Regions from separate parts of the Mus musculus genome. Here region 2 is linked to region 1. The links are chromatin contacts, called in public Hi-C maps. All regions are on one chromosome and are shown on one strand. Each heading gives the region's core, a stretch centred on a gene start, on an enhancer-like site or on the middle of the called end of the contact. The rest is flanking DNA. Distances are from core to core; before and after follow the strand shown. Region 1 holds the start of Usf3 (upstream transcription factor family member 3). Region 2 overlaps Usf3 (upstream transcription factor family member 3).

Region 1 (6,108 bases), core at 1,948-4,447:
GTCTCTCTTAGAAATGGCTGCAAAACCCAGATCAGAACAATGGTGATCTCAATGGACATGCTAATGTGGAAGGAAGAAAATCTCATCATGTTCCCATCCCTATACAAAAAAAATTACAGCAACTAATGATCATTGGGAGAATTAGCCTCATCTAGGATAACCCCTCCCCCAACCCCAAACTGATTGTCCAATTCAAAGTTGTCAAACTTGACCTGTCTCCGGTGAGGCTTTGCCAGTGCCTGGCAAATACAGAAGTGGATGCTCACAGTCAGCTATTGGATGGAACACAGGGCCCCCAATGGAGGAGCTAGAGAAAGTACCCAAAGAGCTGAAGGGATCTGCAACCCTATAGGTGAAACAACAATATGAACTAACCAGTACCCCCAGAACTCGTGTCTCTAGCTACATATGTAGCAGAAGGTGCCCTAGTTGGCCATCATTGGGAAGAGAGGCCCCTTGGTCTAGCAAACTTTATATGCCTCAGTACAGGGGAACGCCAGGGCCAGGAAGTGGTAGTAAGTGGGTAGGGGAGCAGGGCAGGGGAGGGGGTATAGGAGACATTTGGGATAGCATTTGAAATGTAAATGAAGACAATATCTAATAAAAAAAATCAAACTTGAAACTATATAAGAACCACCAACAAAAATAGACTCATCTGGGTGGTGGTGGCACACACCTTTAATCCCAGCACTTGGAAGGCAGAGGCAGATGGATCTTTGAGATCAAGGCTAGCCTGGTCTACCCATGGAATTCCAGGGCAGCCAAAGATACACAGAGAAACTCTGTCTCGAAAAACAAAACAAAACAAAACAAAACAAAATTTGTTGTTGGCTTGGTAAGATGGCTCACCAAGTACTTGCTGCCAAGCCTGCCAAGTTGAGTCCAATCCCACACAGCAGAAAACTGTCTCTCAAGTTGTCCTCTGACCCCGCATCTATATACTGCAAATGCAGACCCACCCCCCCTCTCAATAATGTAATTTTTAAAATCTAAAACTATTCTTGGTGTGAGGTATGAGGGCACACATCTGTAATTCCAGCACTTGGGAGATAAAAGCCTGAGGATCGCTACAAATTCAAAGTCAGCCTAGGAGCAACGAGAGATCCTTTATCACACACACACACACACACACACACACTCACGGTATATGTGCACTTACATACCAAAGATTTCATATTTAAGGGATCTGTCACTACAATTACTTGATATAGAGGAGAAACACCCAAGTTAGCAACAGCAGGGATCTAAATTGCATTATCTGAGTGGGGTCCAAAGGTTCACATGGAAGGTTGTGGGGCAAAAGTTGAATACACAACTTAAGGCTTGCCAAGGAAAACCCTGGAATACAAGCAGAACAGCCTGGACATTGTACCAAGCTTAAGGTAATTTTCAGCCCTGGCTGCTGAGCAGAATAGCCTGGAGAGTTTTAAGAGGTATACCACAGCCTGCCTCCCTCCAGATCAAAGGTAAAGTCTGGGAAGGTGACTGTAACAAACAATCCAGTTAAGAAACCATTGGGCTTGACCACAGGAAGGAACAGCGTGAGATAACATTAAGACCTGGCTTTACTGCCAGGGGTTCCAAGCTTGCTATCTGTGGAAGCTTCTCTTCTAGCTGGAGTTAAACAGTGCGTGCATGTGCATGTGCAAGTGTGTGTGCGCGCGCACATGTGTGTGTTTCATACAAAACTAGCTCACTGTAAAATCTTTTTTAAAAAAACTTCTGTGATGTTCTATAGACGACTAGGGTAGAAAATAACTATTCTAGGTGGCCCTTACCACACTGAATGGAAATGCTTTTGTATCAAAAGAGTTCTACATTTCATCAATGCACAGACTACTACAATCACCAAACTACTAAAGCTAATCTATACAAAAGTCATAATGTTTAGACTACTGCCCAACCTTTTGACATTGTGACACAAACTTGTCTTTACAAGGTTCACTCTCTGGAACCATACAATGAAATTAAGAAAGGAAAAAAAGAAACCCTCAAGGGATTGGATATGTTTTCAATTTTGGGTTGGACCACTTTTATGTTCATTCTGGGTCACAAGTGGCTGTTGGCCTTTGGCATGCTTCTTGATACAGCTTTCATTCACAACTCTTGGCTTCTCAATGAATCTTCCTCAGTTTGCAACAAATACGTTGTGTATTTCCCAAGCAAATGGAAACATAGTATCCATACAGCAAGTCAAGTGTTCTGAGGGAAAGGAAAAGGTCACCGAGGAAACTGTCGGCCCTGCAAAGAGCAGATCTGACTGGCCATGGGGAAAAGCTACTGCAGGGTCCACTTACTCATCAAAGTTTCCTTTAAGACTCTGCCACTGTTACCCATAAAGTCGGCCAGACCTATCATGTTTGTTAATTCACTCAACTTAGTGGTAAAATGTTATCTGAACATTAGTTGGTTTTGGCAGTTAGTTTTTTGTGGTCTCTTATCTACAGATGAGGTCAATAAAAGCAAAAAAGACCCCACAGAGAGAAGAGAACTCTATCCCCAAAATGCCCAACCTCAGCCAAGCGTCCAGAAACCTCATGCTTGTTCAGGAAATTTGAAATCGGACAAGAATGCCATTCGCATGGACCAGTGCTATTCAGAAGCAAAAAGATGGGCTTCTAAAAAGAAAACGTCAGCCTAACTCTCCGACACAGAGGTGAAAGTTACAAAAGCAAGCAGCGAGTTTGACGAGTGGATCAGAAGGAAAGTCAGAAGACAAGTAAAGAGATGGAAGGGATGGCAAAAGGTGAAGGAGGCTAGCAAAGGCCACCCGGTGGGGACCTGGCTGCCCAGCTCTTTATGCACCCAGGACAGCATGGGGCCTCTGTCCGCCGGCGCGCACCGGGAGCAGGGCGAGCTCCCTCAGGCCTGGCACCCAGGGTGCGAGCATGCCGGAGTGAAGAGAGCGATCGCCCCGGGATAGGTGGGGAGTTCTGGGGACCCCAGGAACGAGGGGCACTCAGCCTAGCCCTCACCTCCCGCGGCTAGGAGGGGGTGGGTGGAGCTGAGCCCGGGGCCGCCCCCCGGAGCCGCCCCCGCAGCCGCGGTCCCGGCTGTCAGCGCCCCCTCCCGCGGCCACTCACCCGCCGGTGACGCGCTCCGGGCCACGGCGGCGGCGACCCCCGCCTGGGTCATGGTCCCAGGAGCGGAAGGCAGCGGTGTCTGGCCGTCTAGGCGAGCCTCTGGGTCCGCGGCCGCCCCCTGCTTCTGCGGGGCTGGGGGAGCGCGGGCCCGGGCCCTCCTCTCCCCCCGCCCCCGCCGCCTCTCCTCGCGGCCACCGCCGCCGCAGCGAGCCCGAGCCCTCGAGGCCGGAGACCCGGCGGCAGCACGGCCTCAACTTTCCCAGCCCCCCTCCCCCCGCCCCTCCCGCCCCTCCCGCGGCCGCCGCTCGGCACGCGCACAGCCTAGCCTGGATGCGCCTCGCTCCCGCCCCGACCAACCGGCCGGCCAATCCGGTGCTGGGGAGGCTGCCACCGTGGCCAGTCAGAAGCCGGGATTCCGCTGCGCTAGGCTGGAGGGCGGGAGGAGAAGGAGGGAAAAGCTAGGAGGGAACAGGCCTCGGGCGGCCCAATGACCAAGGCCGGGGGGCGGAGGTGTGCAAGTTGGGTTGAAAGAACAGGAAATATTCTTAAAGGTAGAGTGACAGGCAGAAAGGAAAGCCAGTAGGTGGATGAGAAAGAGGTGGGCCTGGTTCCTTAAAGGGGACGCTTTGAGAAGCTAGGAAAAAAAAAAAAAAAAAGAGGTTTTTAAGAAACTTCCTCGCACCCTGTTCTGTATTATGCTTATGGCAGCTTTCAATGCAAGCGTAGAAATGAAAAAAACTGAAGAGGAGGAGAGTGGCAAAAGATAGACAAGTACCTTTAGCCTGGAGGGTTAGAAGGTGGTAAATGAAGGTGGAAAATCCAGTCCTATGTGACTTCCCTCAGTGCACTATCTTTGGATATTGGAGACTGCAGGAATTCGTATACGGTGGACTCTTGACGTCCTTTATTTGCACGAAGCCCGTTTTCAGAAAGGTTCTGCAGTCCCCTGCTAAGGAAGTGAGTGCGTGGCTTTGGGGGATGGGATTGGAACCTTAAATTTAGGCTACTAGACACCCTTATTTAGGACCGGAGACCTCAGCGTCCTCTAAAGTGCCTTTGGAGCTCTTGAACTATCCAGCTATCTTTTTCTAGTTTTGTTTCATTTCACAAGCCCGCCTCCCCGAGACAGGTGTCTGATTCTCCACCTAGTGGTGGTGAAAGATTTATGAGCTTTTCACAACCAGATATAGCCAATTGGACTGGAACGCAGGGCATAATAGAAATACTACTTGAACCTATGTACAGTAGAAACAGACCTTGCATTGAGAAAAAGGTTAACAGTAACCCCGTTTTATGTTTCCTCCGCACTTTGAAAATCTGTGATAAAATAGGCCCTTACTGTTACTTCAAATTTGGTGCTAATAGGCAGTTTGATTTCTTTTTCACTTCCTTGTCCCATCTGGGCCAGGCCAGTGAGTTTTTTTGTTGTTGTTGCTGTTTTTCGAGACAGGGTTCTCTGTGTAGCCCTGGCTGTCCTGGAACTCACTTTGTAGACCAGGCTGGCCTTGAACTCAGAAATCCGCCTGCCTCTGCTTCCCAAGTGCTGGGATTAAAGGCTTGCACCACCACCCACCGCCCAGCTTGCTAGTGAGTTTTAATTAACTTTTGAATACGTTTGTCATTCCCTAGTCCCTAGCAGCAGAGACCTTAGGATCAGATCTGTAATAGTAATACTAATAATACATCCATGAATCTATAATGTTAATATATGTCCAGCTACACGAAATCATTTCGATGTCAGTATAAATATAAGGTTTTATGGGTAACACATATCAAATCCGGGCTACACGTAACTTCCTGAACTATAATAAATTAATTCTAATTTAAAATAAAAAAAAAATTTGGCCAGGCAGTGGTGGCACATGCCTGTAATCCCAGCACTTGGAGGCAGAGGCAGGCAGATTTCTGAGTTCTAGGCCAGCCTGGTCTACAGAGTGAGTTCCAGGACAGCCAGGACCGCACAGAGAAACCCTGTCTCAAAAAAAACAAAAAACAAAAAAACAAAACAAAAAAAACCCCTATATATATATATATTGGAATTTTGTTGTTTGAGACAGAATCTCAGTGTGTAGACTAGGCTGGCTTTGAACTCATAGAGATCCAGCTGCCTCTGCATCCTGAGTATGAGTGATGGAATTCATAGTGTGCACACCAAATCCAGATGCAAAACAAAGTTTTGACAATTTAGAAAACAGAATTTAAAGGGTTTTGAATCATTATTAATATTTTTGACATGATTTCAAAATAGAAAAAAAGCCAGGTGGTAGGCCTTTAATCCCAGCACTCAGGAGACAAAGGCAAGCAGATCTCTGTGAGTTCCACTCTAGCCTGGTCTACTACATGAGTTCCAGGACAGCTAGGGGTACACAAAGGAACCGTGTCTTGAAAACAAATAATTATTCAAACAATCAAACAAACAAAACAAAAACTCAAGTATTTCTTGAGAAAGCTCAGAATATTAACTTTTACTCTTTTCTTTTTTTTCTGAGATAGAGTTTCTCTGTGTAGCCCTGGCTGTCCTGGAACTCACTCTGTAGACCAGGCTGGCCTCAAACTCAGAAATTCGCCTGCCTCTGCCTCCCAAGTGCTGGGATTAAAGGCATGCGTCACCACTGCCCAGCTAAATTTTAGTTTTAATCCTCATTTCCTGATTGAAGTCCAGATCTCAAGCTAGTGAGACAGCATGGTGGCTCAGAGTAAAGGTGCTATCTGCCAACAAGCCTGGTGACCTGGCTTTAAACTCCAGAGCCTACATGGTAGAAGCAGAGAGGGAACTCCAAGAAGACCGCTCGCCTCCATATGTGCGCTGTGCATGAGCACAAACACACACACACACATAGAAATAAATGAAACATGAGAAAACAAAGTTCAAATCTCAACTAAGGAGCCGGGCAGTGGTGGTGCATGCCTGTAATCCCAGCATTTGGGAGGCAGAGGCAGGCAGATTTCTGAGTGCGAGGCCAGCCTGGTCTACAGAGTGAGTTCCAGGACAGCCAGGGCTACACAGAGAAACCCTGTCTCAAAA
Region 2 (5,778 bases), core at 2,073-4,572, 37 kb before region 1:
ATGATTCTAGCCTCAAAGTATCTTGTGGAGTACTTCACAATGTTGCAAATACCATTATATCTAGCTGTCTGATGGAAGCACCCACAAGGGTAGTCTGCATCATTAAAAGAGAGCTGCCATAGGAAAGCAGCTTTTTAACTGAGTGTAGGGAAGAGTTCTGAATGCCGCCCTCCTGGAAGGGTTTCCAATACTATTCTTGCCCAGTGCAAGCAGTGTAGCACAGCACTGTCCAAATTAGTAAAATATTGTTCCTTTTAAGGTGGTCTACTCTTCCTTTTAAGGTTTGTCACATGAAACCCTCTGTTCTTTTCAGAGCCATAATAAAGGCCACCCAACCGGCCTCCCACCCTGAGCTTTACACTGGCTGGAAGCATTTCCTTTCAGCTTCTCACCAACGCTGGTGGAAAACTCACAACCCACAGCACAGAAAGATACACCTAAAAATCAAGTATTTTAAATGACCTGGCAGCTCAATATACACTTTATAGTAATGCAACCAATTATGATGTGAATACTTGATCTTCTGAGTCAATGCATTGTTAAAACCTGGCCCAGATCTATCCTCTAATGTTGTTTATAAGTCACCATGAACACAGCTCCTCTGTGAGTCATCTTCTGAGAGCCTCCTAACTGCAAGATCCAAGTGGAGCAGCGGAGATTTAACACCATTAGGTCCATGACTTAGACCAACATGAAATACCCAGAAGTAATCAACACTGAAGTTACGTGTTTGTACAAGATTAAAATTAACCACAGAGGAAGGAGAGGCGTTCAGCTACAATGATCTCATTTGCAATGCTTTCTCCTGCGGTGCTTGAAGGCAAGCCTATTCTGAGTTGAGGGTTGGGGGAGCTTTCCATGTCCTCAATGCATGTCACTGCAACACAAACAGGAGACAGCAAGACTCGGCCAAGTCTCCACCTTGTTCGCTGCTCCCTCCGTTGAGCAGGAGTTCATCGTTCTGCCGCTTCAGCTCCGTTATGTACTTAAAGGCTTGGTCCAGGATCATGTTCTTGCTCTGCAACAGAAAAGTAACAATTTCAGCATTTCAATAAAAGGTAACACCTGTAAGAAGACTTGTAAAATGTGATAGCTTTATTACATGTGATACGCAACTTTTAAAAATACAAATTAGATACTAAGTTCAAAATCTACTGTTCATATATCTATTAAGCAACTAACCGTTTGCTATGTGTCAGACTCAGTTCTAGGATCTAGGAATATAGGCAAAAGCATGAAGAACTGACTTCAATTTGCTGAAGATAAATTTTAAAAGCAATGTATAGTATCATGCACTTATAATTCCAGCTCTGGGAAGGTGGAGACAGCTAGCCTAATCCAATAGGTGAGCCTCAAGCTAGTGAAAGATCCTATCTCAGGAAGTAAAGTGGAAGGCATGAGTGTGGTTCCCACATCTTTAATTCCAGCACTTAGGAGGCAGAAGCAAGAAGCTTTCTGAGTTCAACGCCAGCCTGTCTACATTGAGTTCTAGGCCAACCAAGCTAAAAAGTAAACAAAGTAAAGGCATAGCAGAAGGAACAGCACCAGAAGTGTACTCTGGCCTTCACGTGTACATGCACAGGCAAGTACACACACACAGGCGTGCTTGCACACACAATACAAATAAAGCCAAGATGCCTTGAAGAATGACATGCACGCGCGCGCGCGCGCGCACACACACACACACACACACACACACACACACACACACCATCAGAAAACAAAACCCAAAATCACACACACAAAATTGGGTGAAAAGATTTTTGCATGACACACAAGAAGCAGTCCAAAGGCAAACCAAGGACGATACGGAAGGAGCCTGTACTGGCAGTGTGAACTGAACGTCTGTGACATTCTGCCCAATTTACACGTACAGCTTCTGCTCTGTGATGTGCTGGCATGTGGAGCTGAAGTCTGAGAGAGCTCTGCCCTCCTGAGTCGGATCAAGCACCCTTACAAGAAGAAGGAGAGATGGAGAGATGGTTCACCAGCTAACACTGCGATGCAGTTAGCACCCTTATAAGAAGAGACAGGCTGGAAAGGTGGCTTCGCAGTTAAGGTCACTTACTGCTTTTGCAGAGGACCTAGATTTGGCTCCTAGTACTCATATGGAGCTCACAATCACATGTAGCTCCAGTGCATTGGCTCCAACAACCTCTCTGGGCTCTGCAATGTCTTGCATTTACCCAGGGTACACAAACTCACACATATACATAAACAATAATTTATTATTTCAAAAAGAGAAGTGTGGTGATCTTTCTCTCTGTACATAATTAGGACTAGAAAATTTTTAGTTTTTAAGATTTTATTATTTTTAATGATCTTTGTGTTTTTGTGTGGGTTTAAGCACATGAGTGCCCGAGGAGGCTGGAGGTGTTGAATCCCAGTGGTCTGGAGTAGAGAGATGCCTGACAGAGGCACTGAGAGCCAGCTTAGGTCCTCTGCAAGAGGAGCTCCTACTTAAACTGTGGAGTCATGTGTACAGCCCACAGGCTGGAATCTTTGTTTTGGACTTCTCAGCCTCCACAACTGCCAGGTTAAGCTTTTGTTTTTCTTAAGTCACTGGCTCTATGACACTTTCTTACTGGAGCCTGTCCTGAGACTCTTATTGCTTTTGAAGAGGGAGCTTTGGGAGCTCTTGGTAAAGTGACACCCAAGTAAAACCTGAAGAGGGCGAAGCATCCCCTGAGGCTGTCTGGAGGAAGAGATGCAGATCACAGCTCAGAAAGCAAAGGCATCCAGGCAGGGATGCCCCTGGTGTGTGGGAGGACAGGGCTGAAGGATGAGGCATACTGAAAAGACTAACTGGAAACGAGGCCACAGAGGGAGGGGCTTCTCAGTATTACTGCACTGATAACCACAACTGCAAAGTACCTTAAAAACTGGGCTGAGAAAGGACTATCACTTGACTGAGTTTTGGTGCCGTGCTCTCACTAGATCCCATTTCTAAACTCTTTTTAAAGGTTACATTTTCTATCAGAGCACTTGAAGGCTTATTTCTAACTGTGTGTAGACACGTGCTTTTGTGTGGGGGACAGTTCCATGTGCAGGTGCCTACAGAGCTCAGAAGAGGATACTGGATCCTGAGAAGATGGAGTCAGAGGTGGCTGTGAGCCTGCTGGGTGCTGGGATCAGAACTTGGGTGCTCTCCAAGAGCAGCAGGCCATCTCTCCAGTGCCACGGTCTTAATGAACTTTAAGACTGAAAACACAATGTGGGGGCTGGAAGATGGGTCAGTCGGGAAAGCACTCGCATGCAAGTGTGAGCCTGAGTTTAGACCACCAGCATGGGGCGTGGCAGAACATGTCTATAATTTTACCATTGTGAGACCGAGATAGGCAGATCTCTGGAGCTCACCAGTCAGACAGTTTAGCTGAATCATTGAATTCCAGGTTCAGTGTAAGAGCAAGACTCAGAAAAATAGGGTGGAATGCAACCAAGGAAGACAGTCAACATTGATCCTGTCTCCACACGTGTGTACATAGCACACATGAACATAGCACATAAAGACACACACACAGAGAATAAAAACATTATGTGTATGTGGCAAAATATAATTAATATGAAGGGATAAACACTGAAAAGTAACATTTCTCTATGTTCTCGCTCTCCAGACCTTGTCCTACAGCAATCATTGTGAAGTTGCATGCGTATCCTTCCAGAAATAATCTATGCCATTATATTCCTTAAAAATCCAGACAGAGCTGCGGGGGAGTCAGCTTGGTGGGTAAGAGTGCTGACAAGCATGCGGCCCTGACCTTGGATCCCTAGAATCTGCACATGTGGCCCTGCAACCCCAGTGCTGAGGGTGAAGAGCAAAGAGGACAGGATTGCTGGGGCTTGCTGCTTGCCAGTCTAGCCAAAACCAAAAACAAAACCCATCAAATAAAATGAAAAAACCTGTGAGCTCCAGGATCATCGAGAGATCCTGTCTCAAAGGAATAAGGTGGGCACAGCAGAGGACACTCAAGGATTTCATCTGGCCTCGACTCTCTAATGACTATTTCTTTTACTTGCCAGTTTATTACTAAGAAGCATTTTAGCTACCCACTGGTCACTTCAATTTTCTTTCTTTTGACTACTAAGCATGTGGTTGCGATTGACTAATGTCCACTCCAAAGTGCATAGTATTAATATCGCCAGGCCTTTATTGCTCTCTCATGTAGTCACTGCTGTGACGAAGTGGTTTGATTCTATAAACTTCAGTTCTGGGTTCCTTTGACTGAGTCACTACAGAGACCCAATATGCATACCTAGGAAACTAGAAAAGATTTCTTTTACTTGAAAAATAAACCAGGGGCTGGAGGTGTAGCTCAGTGGTAGAGTTTCCATGTAGTATGTATAGCCCTAGTTTCAAATCCCAGTACTGCAAAATCAGAAAGAGAAAACTAATACTGTCCTTCCTTAAGACAAGAATCAGAATTACAGTAGGACCTGATCATGCTCAGCTACCTGCCCTACTCGGACAGCAGGCAGGGAACACAACAACCTGCTAGCTGCTCTGCTCAGGGACCAAATCCTGACTTCCTCTGCACATACTAGATGCTAAAAAGTGAAATAGTTACGATTTCCTTTCCTCAAGAACTTACAAGAACCAGGAATGAAAGCTAGGAGTAGGTAGAAGGTAAGATTTTACTAGGCAGCTTCCAACATGTACTGAGTGGCCAGGCCCTTGTAGCTCCTGACCCAGGCTCCTGAAATCAGGGGCAGTCTATTTTTAAAAACATGAAACAAAACAAAAACTTAAGCAAACAAAAAGTCTTACGCATTTATAGAAATGTAATCCACTCGGTAGGGATGAAAGGAGACTGAAGTGTCAAGGAAGGAAATGTGGAAGAGCAAGCTGATCCAGTCTTGGCATCCCGCAAGTTTCATCATGGAGAAGCAACCGCTATGGTCCTTCTGGAGGAGGGTGCCAATAAGGGGCTGGATGAGAAGCCTCCAGGAGCAGTGATACCAGGTCCCTCCCATACCCATATCCTCAGCCAATGGGATAACTTCTTTCCTGCTTTAACCATACAAAGCAAATTTATTTTCTCTGAAATTTGAACTTGAAAATTTCAACCTTTGGGACAGTTGTTCCAACTAGTCAAGAGAAGGCTCCTGAGTCTAGCAAGGCAAAGCAAATGCTATGTGCTACATGTAGTTCCAGGACCTCCAGCCCTGTCCCTGAAGCAGCCAGAACTCCAGCAAGCAAGCTCACACCCTCCTTCACCATTTCTACTCCTACAGAAGAGACTGACAGAGGCTTTCCTGGGGAAAACCAAACAAACAGTTAGGGCCAAACTCAAGCATATTTGATTAGTTTTATAAAAAGCTGTTAGTTCTTTCATTAGTAAATTCTCTCTTTTCTTCCAACCTTTCTCCCTAAAATAAGTATTTCGACCCCTCTTCTGGAGGAGTATGAGGTTAGGGCTATGCAGACATCTTAAAGCCAGTCTCAAAGTTAAGAACAGGTCTCTACCACACCCAGGCTGAAAGCCAGGATGGTTGAATTTTAGTCCTTTTGAGTGGGTGAAACCTGGTGTTGTGTCTGTGTGTCCTTCAGGTCAGACAAGCCTCTAGGACTAGAGGATGGGAAGAGATGCCCTTGGTGTAACTGCTTTGTGTGGCCTAGCTTGAGGCCCTTTTTCTATCCTTGAGTCAGGGACAGGGCAACCAGACACCAAGGAAGCATCACCCCTCCCCCTCGTGTGATCTGGGGAGTGGTTCAGGGTTGTATCTGGAAAGCCAGACGAACTCCATAAGGAAAGCATTATGAGCGGCACAGGCTTGGGT

The links. A called contact is a pair of places that touch in the nucleus more often than the background predicts.
Region 2: a contact with region 1 is called in a Hi-C map of Th1 cells, with 2.1 times the contacts expected there. The contact joins the enhancer-like site here to the promoter of Usf3 in region 1. A contact is called at or near these places in 2 of 39 promoter capture datasets (the 3T3-L1 cell line and hippocampal neurons), 1 of 15 datasets of contacts at CTCF or cohesin (CD8 T cells), 13 of 484 Hi-C or Micro-C datasets (Sertoli cells, Th1 cells, bone marrow-derived dendritic cells and 10 more), 6 of 115 datasets of contacts at active chromatin or transcription factors (CD8 T cells, the SCID.adh cell line, bone marrow-derived macrophages and 2 more) and 2 of 9 other capture datasets (liver and pancreatic islet).

Annotation. Positions count from the first base shown.
Region 1 is chr16:44,170,486-44,176,593 of GRCm38.p6, reverse strand. It overlaps Usf3 (upstream transcription factor family member 3), which reads right to left and starts at 3,197. Exons shown (of 8, transcript NM_001029889.2): 1 at 3,084-3,197.
Region 2 is chr16:44,207,880-44,213,657 of GRCm38.p6, reverse strand. Usf3 (upstream transcription factor family member 3) reads right to left here. Exons shown (of 8, transcript NM_001029889.2): 7 at 922-1,018. Among named protein-coding and RNA genes, the nearest start is that of Usf3, 37 kb to the right of the region's middle. Within about 2 kb of position 3,322, at least 21 of the 459 cell types and tissues checked have an H3K27ac peak or open chromatin away from gene starts, as enhancers often do. A contact at or near this core is called in Th1 cells and granulosa cells, where this site is marked.